Linked DNA regions of Mus musculus: regions 2 and 3 are each linked to region 1. The links are chromatin contacts, called in public Hi-C and promoter capture Hi-C maps. All regions are on one chromosome and are shown on one strand. The core of a region is the stretch at or near the end of the contact, and the rest is flanking DNA. Distances in the headings are between cores, read along the strand shown.

The links. Promoter capture Hi-C pulls out the DNA fragments that hold promoters and counts their contacts. A called contact is a pair of places that touch in the nucleus more often than the background predicts.
Region 2: a Hi-C map of embryonic stem cells shows a contact between it and region 1, with 4 times the contacts expected there. The contact joins the enhancer-like site here to the promoter of Npff in region 1. A contact is called at or near these places in 2 of 39 promoter capture datasets (cranial neural crest and pre-B cells), 1 of 15 datasets of contacts at CTCF or cohesin (embryonic stem cells), 3 of 484 Hi-C or Micro-C datasets (embryonic stem cells and erythroblasts), 1 of 115 datasets of contacts at active chromatin or transcription factors (microglia) and 2 of 9 other capture datasets (adipose tissue and liver).
Region 3: a contact with region 1 is called in a promoter capture Hi-C map of liver, with 2.8 times the contacts expected there. The contact joins the promoter of Itga5 here to the promoter of Npff in region 1. A contact is called at or near these places in 2 of 39 promoter capture datasets (liver and pre-B cells).

The regions. Positions count from the first base shown.
Region 1 is chr15:102,523,171-102,525,870 of GRCm38.p6, reverse strand. It overlaps Npff (neuropeptide FF-amide peptide precursor), which reads left to right and starts at 1,250. Exons shown (of 3, transcript NM_018787.1): 1 at 1,250-1,364; 2 at 1,600-1,739; 3 at 1,842-2,032. The coding sequence starts at 1,263. The coding sequence ends at 1,944. It overlaps Tarbp2 (TARBP2, RISC loading complex RNA binding subunit), which reads right to left. Exons shown (of 9, transcript NM_009319.3): 9 at 2,195-2,686. The coding sequence ends at 2,529.
Region 2 is chr15:101,983,052-101,985,751 of GRCm38.p6, reverse strand. It overlaps a transcript of Krt78 not described here. Among named protein-coding and RNA genes, the nearest start is that of Krt8, 20 kb to the left of the region's middle. Within about 2 kb of position 1,336, at least 318 of the 459 cell types and tissues checked have an H3K27ac peak or open chromatin away from gene starts, as enhancers often do. A contact at or near this core is called in adipose tissue, embryonic stem cells, liver and 1 more, where this site is marked.
Region 3 is chr15:103,365,512-103,368,211 of GRCm38.p6, reverse strand. It overlaps Itga5 (integrin alpha 5 (fibronectin receptor alpha)), which reads left to right and starts at 1,421. Exons shown (of 30, transcript NM_010577.4): 1 at 1,421-1,912. The coding sequence starts at 1,686.

The sequences.
Region 1 (2,700 bases), core at 1-2,500:
CTCCATTGAACAAGCTAGGACCTCTGGTAGAGGCCACCAAGAAGCTAAAGCCCACTCAGCACTCTCTGGAGATGGTAAGTTCCCCAGGACTGGAGTGGGAGGACAGCAAAGGGAATCACAGTTGACATTTTGAAAACACCGGGTCTGTGCTTTCCTACAAAATGCATCCCAAATGTTTCTCCTAGCAAGTAATTCATTTTACTGTTCCCATATGTAAGTGAGGAAAAAAAGAGTGTGAGCAGCTTGCTTTGCTCATGGGGTAGAACCCCGACAGTCCTTCTTCTGTTTAGGCTAGAGACATGGTACTCTGACACCTGGATTTGCAAGTGAGGTTAGGACTAGCTCCTTTAAAGGACCCTTCCCTGAACTGGAGTGATTGTCTGTCCCTAAAGCAGAACCCTAGTCGCCAGCTCCAGTAGTATATTAGAACCAGAACCAGGCAGAGCCCATGCTGACCAGACGGAACTGGAAAAATGTCACAATTCTGGGCCCCAAAGAACTAGGTCCTCAAGTCCTAGACAAAATGTATGGAAAGGGAAATGGCTGGACGTGGCAGTGAAGAGTAGTGGCCACAAGGTGGCAGCAGAGTTTCAGCTGTGGAGGCCCAATCCCCAGTTCTCTTGCAAAGATGGGCCTGTCCACAAAATTTACAGGCCACCTCTACTCAGTAAGGCTCCAAAAAGAGTCTCCTATCTCTCACTTAACTATTCACAGGTAAATCTTAAAGGGTAGTGAACCCACATTTAACCTGACTAGAAGCAGTGGGGATTGAAATGGGGCTGTGGTCCTGATCACCCATTCCAGGCAGGAGTAGGGACCAAGCTGGTTCACCCTAGCCTGCACTTAACACTAGTTCCTTCCCATCCAGGACATAATGCCCAATTCTGACAGGAGTTTCTCCAGTCAGGAACAAGAGGTGATCAATTGAAGCTTCTCCAATCTGTTGAAGGATTGGAGGTTCTTCTAAGGTTCCCCCAGGGTCTAACTCTGACAAACTGTCTGCAATTAATGATGCTTCCTGAGCTCCGGAGACAAGATTTATGCATCTAATAAAGTCTATATAACTCCAGGCTTAGGCTGGGGGGGAGGAAGCTAAGAGCAGAGAGTCCCCAGGGGAGTACGGGAGGGGGGGTCCCAGGTGGCTCTTAATAGAGCCATGCATTTCCATTGCTTGTCTAGATTTCCCCCCAGGCTGCCGGTGAGGTGGGGGTAGGGACATCAGGTATAAGAAGACCGTGGGCACTCAGGAGGCAGATGGCAGCATGGACTCCAAGTGGGCTGCTCTGCTGCTGCTGCTACTGCTGCTGCTGAATTGGGGCCACACTGAAGAGGCAGGGAGCTGGGGTGAAGACCAAGTCTTTGCAGTGAGTGAACATCCTGCTGCCCCATCCACCCAGCCGCCATCTCTCCTTCAGCTGAAACTTATGATACAGGGTTTGGTGTTCCCCAGGCTGCTAAGGTCTTCAAAAAGTCTGGCTTCTAAGGGAGGGAAATGGCTTCTCAGCCCACGCAAGTTTCCCCTAGAAGCCATTCTTTCCCTCCATGTCTTCAGTGTACAAGACACTGCCAGGTTCCTTCCCTGCCACTCTCTCATCACAGGGAGAAGATAAGGGACCCCACCCACCACAGTATGCCCACATTCCAGACAGGATCCAGACTCCTGGGTCCCTCTTTCGTGTTCTGCTCCAGGCCATGGACACACCTAGAAGGAGCCCAGCCTTCCTGTTTCAGCCCCAGAGGTGAGTTCCAAAGGGAAGAGGCTGAGAAGGGTGGAGGGCAGAGGAAGATGTGAGAGAAGGTGAGATGGAGGGAGTGCCAACTAAGGATGAATCTCTCCTAAGGTTTGGCAGAAGTGCATGGGGGTCCTGGAGCAAGGAACAGCTAAATCCGCAGGCCAGACAGTTCTGGAGCCTGGCCGCTCCTCAGCGCTTTGGGAAGAAGTAGCATCGTCAGCTGTGATGCCTGCATGCAAAACCACTTCCCCATGTTCCCTGTGTGCCCCCAAATAAAAATGGTCCGGCTGGCTTCAGAATCCCTGTGTTTGGACAAGACTGTCAGGGAGCAGGTGGGAGCCCAAGGGCAATAGCTGTAGCCCCCCTTCACCTCCACTCAGTCTCTAGCCATTCTGTTGTTAAGGATCCCCAAGGCTACTACTGCACCTTGCCTCCTCTCGGTAACAAAAAAGAACAAGGGGTTCAAAAGGAGAACAAGCTCACCATGTTTATTCCTTATACCCTCATGACCCAAGGCCAGAGAGAGCAGGGTTTTGGAAGCCAAAGAGCAGCATTTATTCAGGACTCCAATAGATTCATCCATCACCCACGGAATGAGGACAAATCCTGTGCTGGCTGGGGCCCTGTGGTTCATGGCTCCTTGCTTGCCTGTGCCTTCCTCAGTCTCAAGGCAGACAGGCTGTGTCAGAGGTAGAGATGGCACCTCTGGAGGGTACCAGAGCTAGGTGGATACATGGACCCAGGGGCAGAAGGAGCAAGAAGTAAAAGATGCATATCCATCACTGCAGTGGGATGCTACTTGCTACCCGCCATGATCCTGAGGTACTGTAGGGCGCGGTGAGCAGCATCACCTCGGGCTGCCTCCCTGGTGGTTGCAGAACCATAACACACAGTGGCTGGCTGGGTGGACAGTTCCACTAGGCACTGGCAGAGCCCACTCAGGCTCAGTTCCTCTGGAAACCAAGAA
Region 2 (2,700 bases), core at 87-2,586, 540 kb after region 1:
TGAGTCTCTCACAAAGTTCTACTGGTGGCTCTCATTTATGGCTTATTCTTCTGTCTGGCCAGTGTCCACCAGCATCTTTCAATGCTAAGGAGAGTGGGCAGCCACAGCCCTCGTTTTTTGTGGTCTTTCCTGGTTTCTGCCAAGGAATCTGGTTCCAGAGTGGCCACAAGTTTCAACTTTGCAGTAGAGACCTGAAATTTTATATGAAACCAGATTTCTATATTTATTTATTTAAAAATTATTTATTTTTATTTTATGTAAATTGGTGTTTTGCCTGCCTGTCTATGTGAGGTGTTGGATCTGCTGAAGCTGGACAGACAGTTGTGAGCTGCCATGTGGGGGCTGGGAATTGAACTCGGGTCTTCTGGAAGGGCAGCCAGTGCCCTCAACTCCGAGCATCTCTCCAGCCTGAAACCTGATTTTAAAATGCTAGCCACTAGTCCAAATATTTAAGGACTCCATCTTGGCCATCCTCGAATGGGTCACTAGAAACTGTTTCTGGAAATTGACTCTAAGCAGGGACACAGAGGCCAGAGGGACAAGCTTGCCTCGGTGACAGCTCTACAGGACCCTGAACAGGAACACACGGCAAAACCTGGCTCCTCTCTTTTTTTGAGAATCACTGCTGGTCTTGGGGCACAGTGCTTGGAGTGGGGTGGGTGGGTGAGGATTCAGGACACAGAAATGCAGCAGAGGGAGCCTGGGCTAGCTATTAAAAAAAAAAAAACCTCGGTGGTCTTTGTTTAGCGTTATACATAAACTGCACTAAAATGCCTTTCAGAAAGTTAAAGGTGTCACTGTCTTCAGACACACCAGAAGAGGGCATCAGATCCCATTACAGATGGCCGTGAGCCACCATGTGGTTGCTGGGAACTGAACTCCTGACCCCTGGAAGATCAGTCAGTGCTCTTAACCGCGGAGCCATCTCTCCAGCCCTATTTCTCCTTTCTTAATTCCAGAGAAAATCAGTTTTGTTCTAGGAATGCACGTTTTGGGGTTCTTAAATACTTCATTAGAGAGCCTTCTGCACAGGTTGACATCTGTATGAGAGAATCCAATGGCCAGACCTGTCTTCTGTCAAACCGATGGCTCCCAGGATGTGACCTATCTTCCAAGCTCTTGGATTTTCAACGTTTCCTCCCAGTCTGCTGCTCAGGGTGTCTAGATCCTGAAAGGCTGTGCGATGGAGGGACGTTTTTTTGAGTACACCGGAAGTACACCATCTTTCCACTAGAGGGCAGCAGAGGAGCACGGAGGAAACTGCTCTGAAACCCAGAGCCAAGCTTGCCAGCCACGTGCAGCTCCCATTCCATGAGCGAGATCGGGGCGGGTCCTGGTCACAGCCTATCATTGGCTACAGAGGCATGTTTTGTGCTAATCAGGGGAAGCTCCTATTGTTTTGGGTAGGACGTGACGTGGTGAGTGACATTTGTGTGGATTTTAGTCTCTATCCACGGGAGTCCCACACCTTGCATTGTTGTAGTGTGGGTGGGAGGTGGAGCTGAATGCCAAGAGATGTGAGATGTCCTGGGCAGCCTTGTTTGTGAAGGAAAGTGTGCACTGCGGGTTTAAATACCAGAGGAGAGGCACCAAGGGCTTGTAGCCACATTGCCTCACTTGCTAGCTGTTCCCCATCTGTCCAGCAGGAGGCAGCACCTAGCTCCTGGAGCCAAGCAACATTTTTAGAGCCTTCGGAGGCTGAGGCTGGAGGTCCATGCCTCCTAAGGCTGGCGGATGGAGAAGGAGGTAGACCAGGCTCCAGGGGGCACAAGCATGGCGGCATCAGAAGGGCACACCTGAGTTACTAGGGCTTAGTTGGCCTATGTGAGTCCCCAGATCACAGGTCCAGCTCCCTGTAGTCCTGGGGTCTCAGAGAGGACAGTTGGGGTCATGCCAGAGTGGACCTTAAATGTTTTGCTTCCCAGTTTAGTGTGTGTGACTCCGTTTTACTGAGTAGGAACACACAGGAAGCCACTAGCGTAAGGGCCTGCCTCACGTGACTGGAGACCACGTATGCAGCCATTCCTTTCTCTCTGCTGCCAAAAGCAGCCGGGCTCCTGTCAGGATCCTCGAAGGAACCACGCACTATCTGCTCTTTGCGGCTGTGTATGCCTGACCCCAAATACACTTCCAATGCCTTGCCTGTCCATTCGGTGGGCACTTGGTCTCTTAGTTCAGAGATGACCCTCTCTGTAAGTCTTATGGCCCTGGAGGCTGTGCCTGCATTTCCTGTATCTACCACAAGGCTCTCATCCCTTAACTCACACGGAGCTAGGACAGGACCTGTGTGAGGGGAGGGGTGCTTGGCAGGAGAGAGGTGGTCTTGAACACCTGCTGTCTAAATGGAAGCATCTCCTTTGCCCTCTGGAGCTACAGCCTTCCCATCCAGGGAAGCTTGGCAGGGAGTGAACTTGTATGTGCACGTGCACGTGAGCGTGCGTGCGTGTATATGTGCGTGTGTGTGCACATATGTGTGTGTACGTGTGAGTGCGCATGTGCGTTTGCAAGTACGCATGTGCGTGTGTACGTGTGCGTGTGTGTACGCATGTGTGTGTGTGAGCACGTGTGTACGTGTGCTTGAGTACCACGTGCCTTTGGGACCAGAGGCAAGCTTTTGTAGAGGTTGTATGTGCACAGGTACAGACAGGTATAGGCAGGCACATACAGACATGCTCATATTGAATCAGAGAACAAAGGCAA
Region 3 (2,700 bases), core at 172-2,671, 840 kb before region 1:
CCCCCCTTCCTCCCCAGCTCCTAAATCCTGGGAAAAAAATCTAAAAGTCTGGGCTGAGAAAGGAGAGGGCTGGATTCACACATGTGGGACCCAAGCCTCACATGAATGTCTATAAACAGTAAATAAAAGTCCATTCTCCTCTTCACCTGGGTTCCCCCCCTGGCCAATCACACCAGAGGTTGACTTTGGGTACTGCTTGCCTCAGATCCTGACCCACAGATTCCTTATGTTTCCCACCTGACGAAGGGTCAGGACCTGCAGATGTGAAAGTGGAATGGAGCCAGGGTTAGGCTGTAGTCTGTTCAGCTGGCCTCTCTCTGGGGCTGCAATTGGCCCTGGAGATCTGCTTTTGAAGATCTAGCTGGGTGACTGAGGACAGAAAGCAGAGTAAGAGTAACAGATGAGAGGAAGCATGCAGCAGGAAAAAAAAAAAAATGACTCTGGGATTTTTATTCAGCATCCCCTCAGGCCACAACGGGTCAAAAGAGAAGGGCAAGAAGAGGGCAGGATTTTACTCTGTGGGCCTTATTCTGAAAGGGGAGAAGTCCTGGAGGAAAAAGGCTGAGAAGGGAGTAGAAAGCAAAGGGGATTAGGGGAGACTGTAGGCCTCTCTCCCCTCCCCCCAGACTAAGATAAAGACCAGAATCCTGAAAGGTGATCTCATCACACACAGCCTGAGCTAGGGGCTAACAAGGTACCTTCACTTACTACCACCCCTTCCTCTACTTACACAAATAATGCAAGTGTCTTGGGTTTCAGATGGCCAACAGAAGCTGAAAGTTGGTTCCCTTTGAAGACTCCCCACCACCACCATCACAACTGCTACCCATCACTTATCTTTCTGGGGCTTATCCAGGAAATCAGGCAATCTGATGAAGGAACTGAATTGAGAGGTTGGCCACTTGGTCAGGTATCAAATCCAAGAAAGGGCCAGAACAGAGACTTCCAAACCCAACGTTAGCAAATAAAGCCCAATGCTCCTGTGTCAGAGACCCCAAAAGTCCTATGCTTTCCACTCTATCAGCTTGGGGAGGGGCAGCCGCGGAATTCCCGAGGCCAACGAAGCTACCCCAGGAGGCTGTCTGGGGAGCGTTCAGTGACTGGGCTGCAGAGTCCCAATCTAGCTGGCCAGAACCCAGGCACCCAGTGGCCCCGGAAGGCAAGGGGAATCCCTGTTGGCCGGACGCCAGAGGAGTCCCCTGTCTCTCGACCCCAAAGTTTTTTTCCTGAAGAAATGAGGGAGACACACACACACAATATTCAGGCTCCCTCCGCCCCCCAGAGGTGATTCCTTTCCTCATTAGGAAATTTTCTGCTCCCTTTTCCGACTACTTTTCCGAGCGTTTACGTTGTACATCTGGAAAGGAGGGGGAGGGAGGAGGGGGAAGCGGAGAGGAGGGCGAAGAACCCAAGCCCGCCCAGTCTGAGCCAGGCCAGACCACCGGCCTCCAGCTGGGGCCGGAGCCAGGGTTCAGAGGTGCGGCCCCCCACGCCCCTTCGGGTGCGGGGCGCGGCCTCGGCGTCCCCGGGACCCAGGAATGCCCCCCCGCCAGCCGGCCCGGCGGCCGGGGGGAGGGCCCAGCCGGGAGTTTGGCAAACTCCTCCCCGCGTTGAGTCATTCGCCTCTGGGAGGTTTAGGAAGCGGCTCCGGGTCGGTGGCCCCAGGACAGGGAAGAGCGGGCACTATGGGGAGCTGGACGCCACGGTCGCCTCGATCTCCTCTCCACGCGGTGCTGCTGCGCTGGGGGCCCCGACGCCTACCGCCGCTGCTGCCTCTGCTGCTGCTACTGTGGCCGCCACCACTCCAGGTTGGGGGCTTCAACCTAGACGCGGAGGCCCCGGCGGTGCTCTCCGGGCCCCCCGGCTCCCTTTTTGGCTTCTCCGTGGAGTTTTACCGGCCGGGAAGGGACGGGTGAGTGGCGAGGTTGGCGGCGGGAAGCGGGCAGGGGGCCACCTGGAAACTGGGGGCGCGCCGAGGACTGGAAGCGACCAGGACTTGAGTTGGAGGGCGGAGTTTGGAAAGACCAAGACTTGAGTTGGGGGCCCAAGCTAGAATTGGGGGCCCGCGCTGCAGCAGGGAGGGACCGTGGCCGACGTGGAGTGTGAGATCGGTGTCGAAACTTGTGTGGCATGAGGAGAGGACCCGAATCTAGAAGCTGGAGAAGTACAGGCAGGGTCTAAGGGCCAACCGGGAGGAGAGGGCGCAGAAAGCTTAGGGTCTCTGGCGATCTGTGGGCTGCGGGAGACCTGTGGCGGGTGGGAGTCGAGGGGGGTGCGGAGGCCGGGCAGGGCCTTAGGAGGCAGTGGAAGAACCTCGAGATCCTCGGTGGGGCTATTGAGAGGGTTGGAGCTGGGTAAGCGTGTGCCGTAAGAGGAAAGACAGACTGAGAGGGTCGGAAGGTTATGTGGGGGCCAGTCTCATCCTCCCCTCCCCCATCAACTCAGACTCGGGAAAGACCCGGGAGGAAGACGAAGGCTCCCTCCCCTTTCTCCTCATTCTCCTGAATTGCCTCCCACCCCCAGTCTCTTCAGGCGAAGAGATCCAAGAACTTGGGGAGAATCCCAGAACCCTGGCACTGGGGGTACTAGGGCTAGTGGCCGGATCAATCCAGGGCGGTGCACGGATGTGTCGGGAGGGGTGTGAGTGCGCGCGCCTGAAGGGGGGTGGGCGGTTTCCCTCTTGCTCTAGCTCTTGGGAGG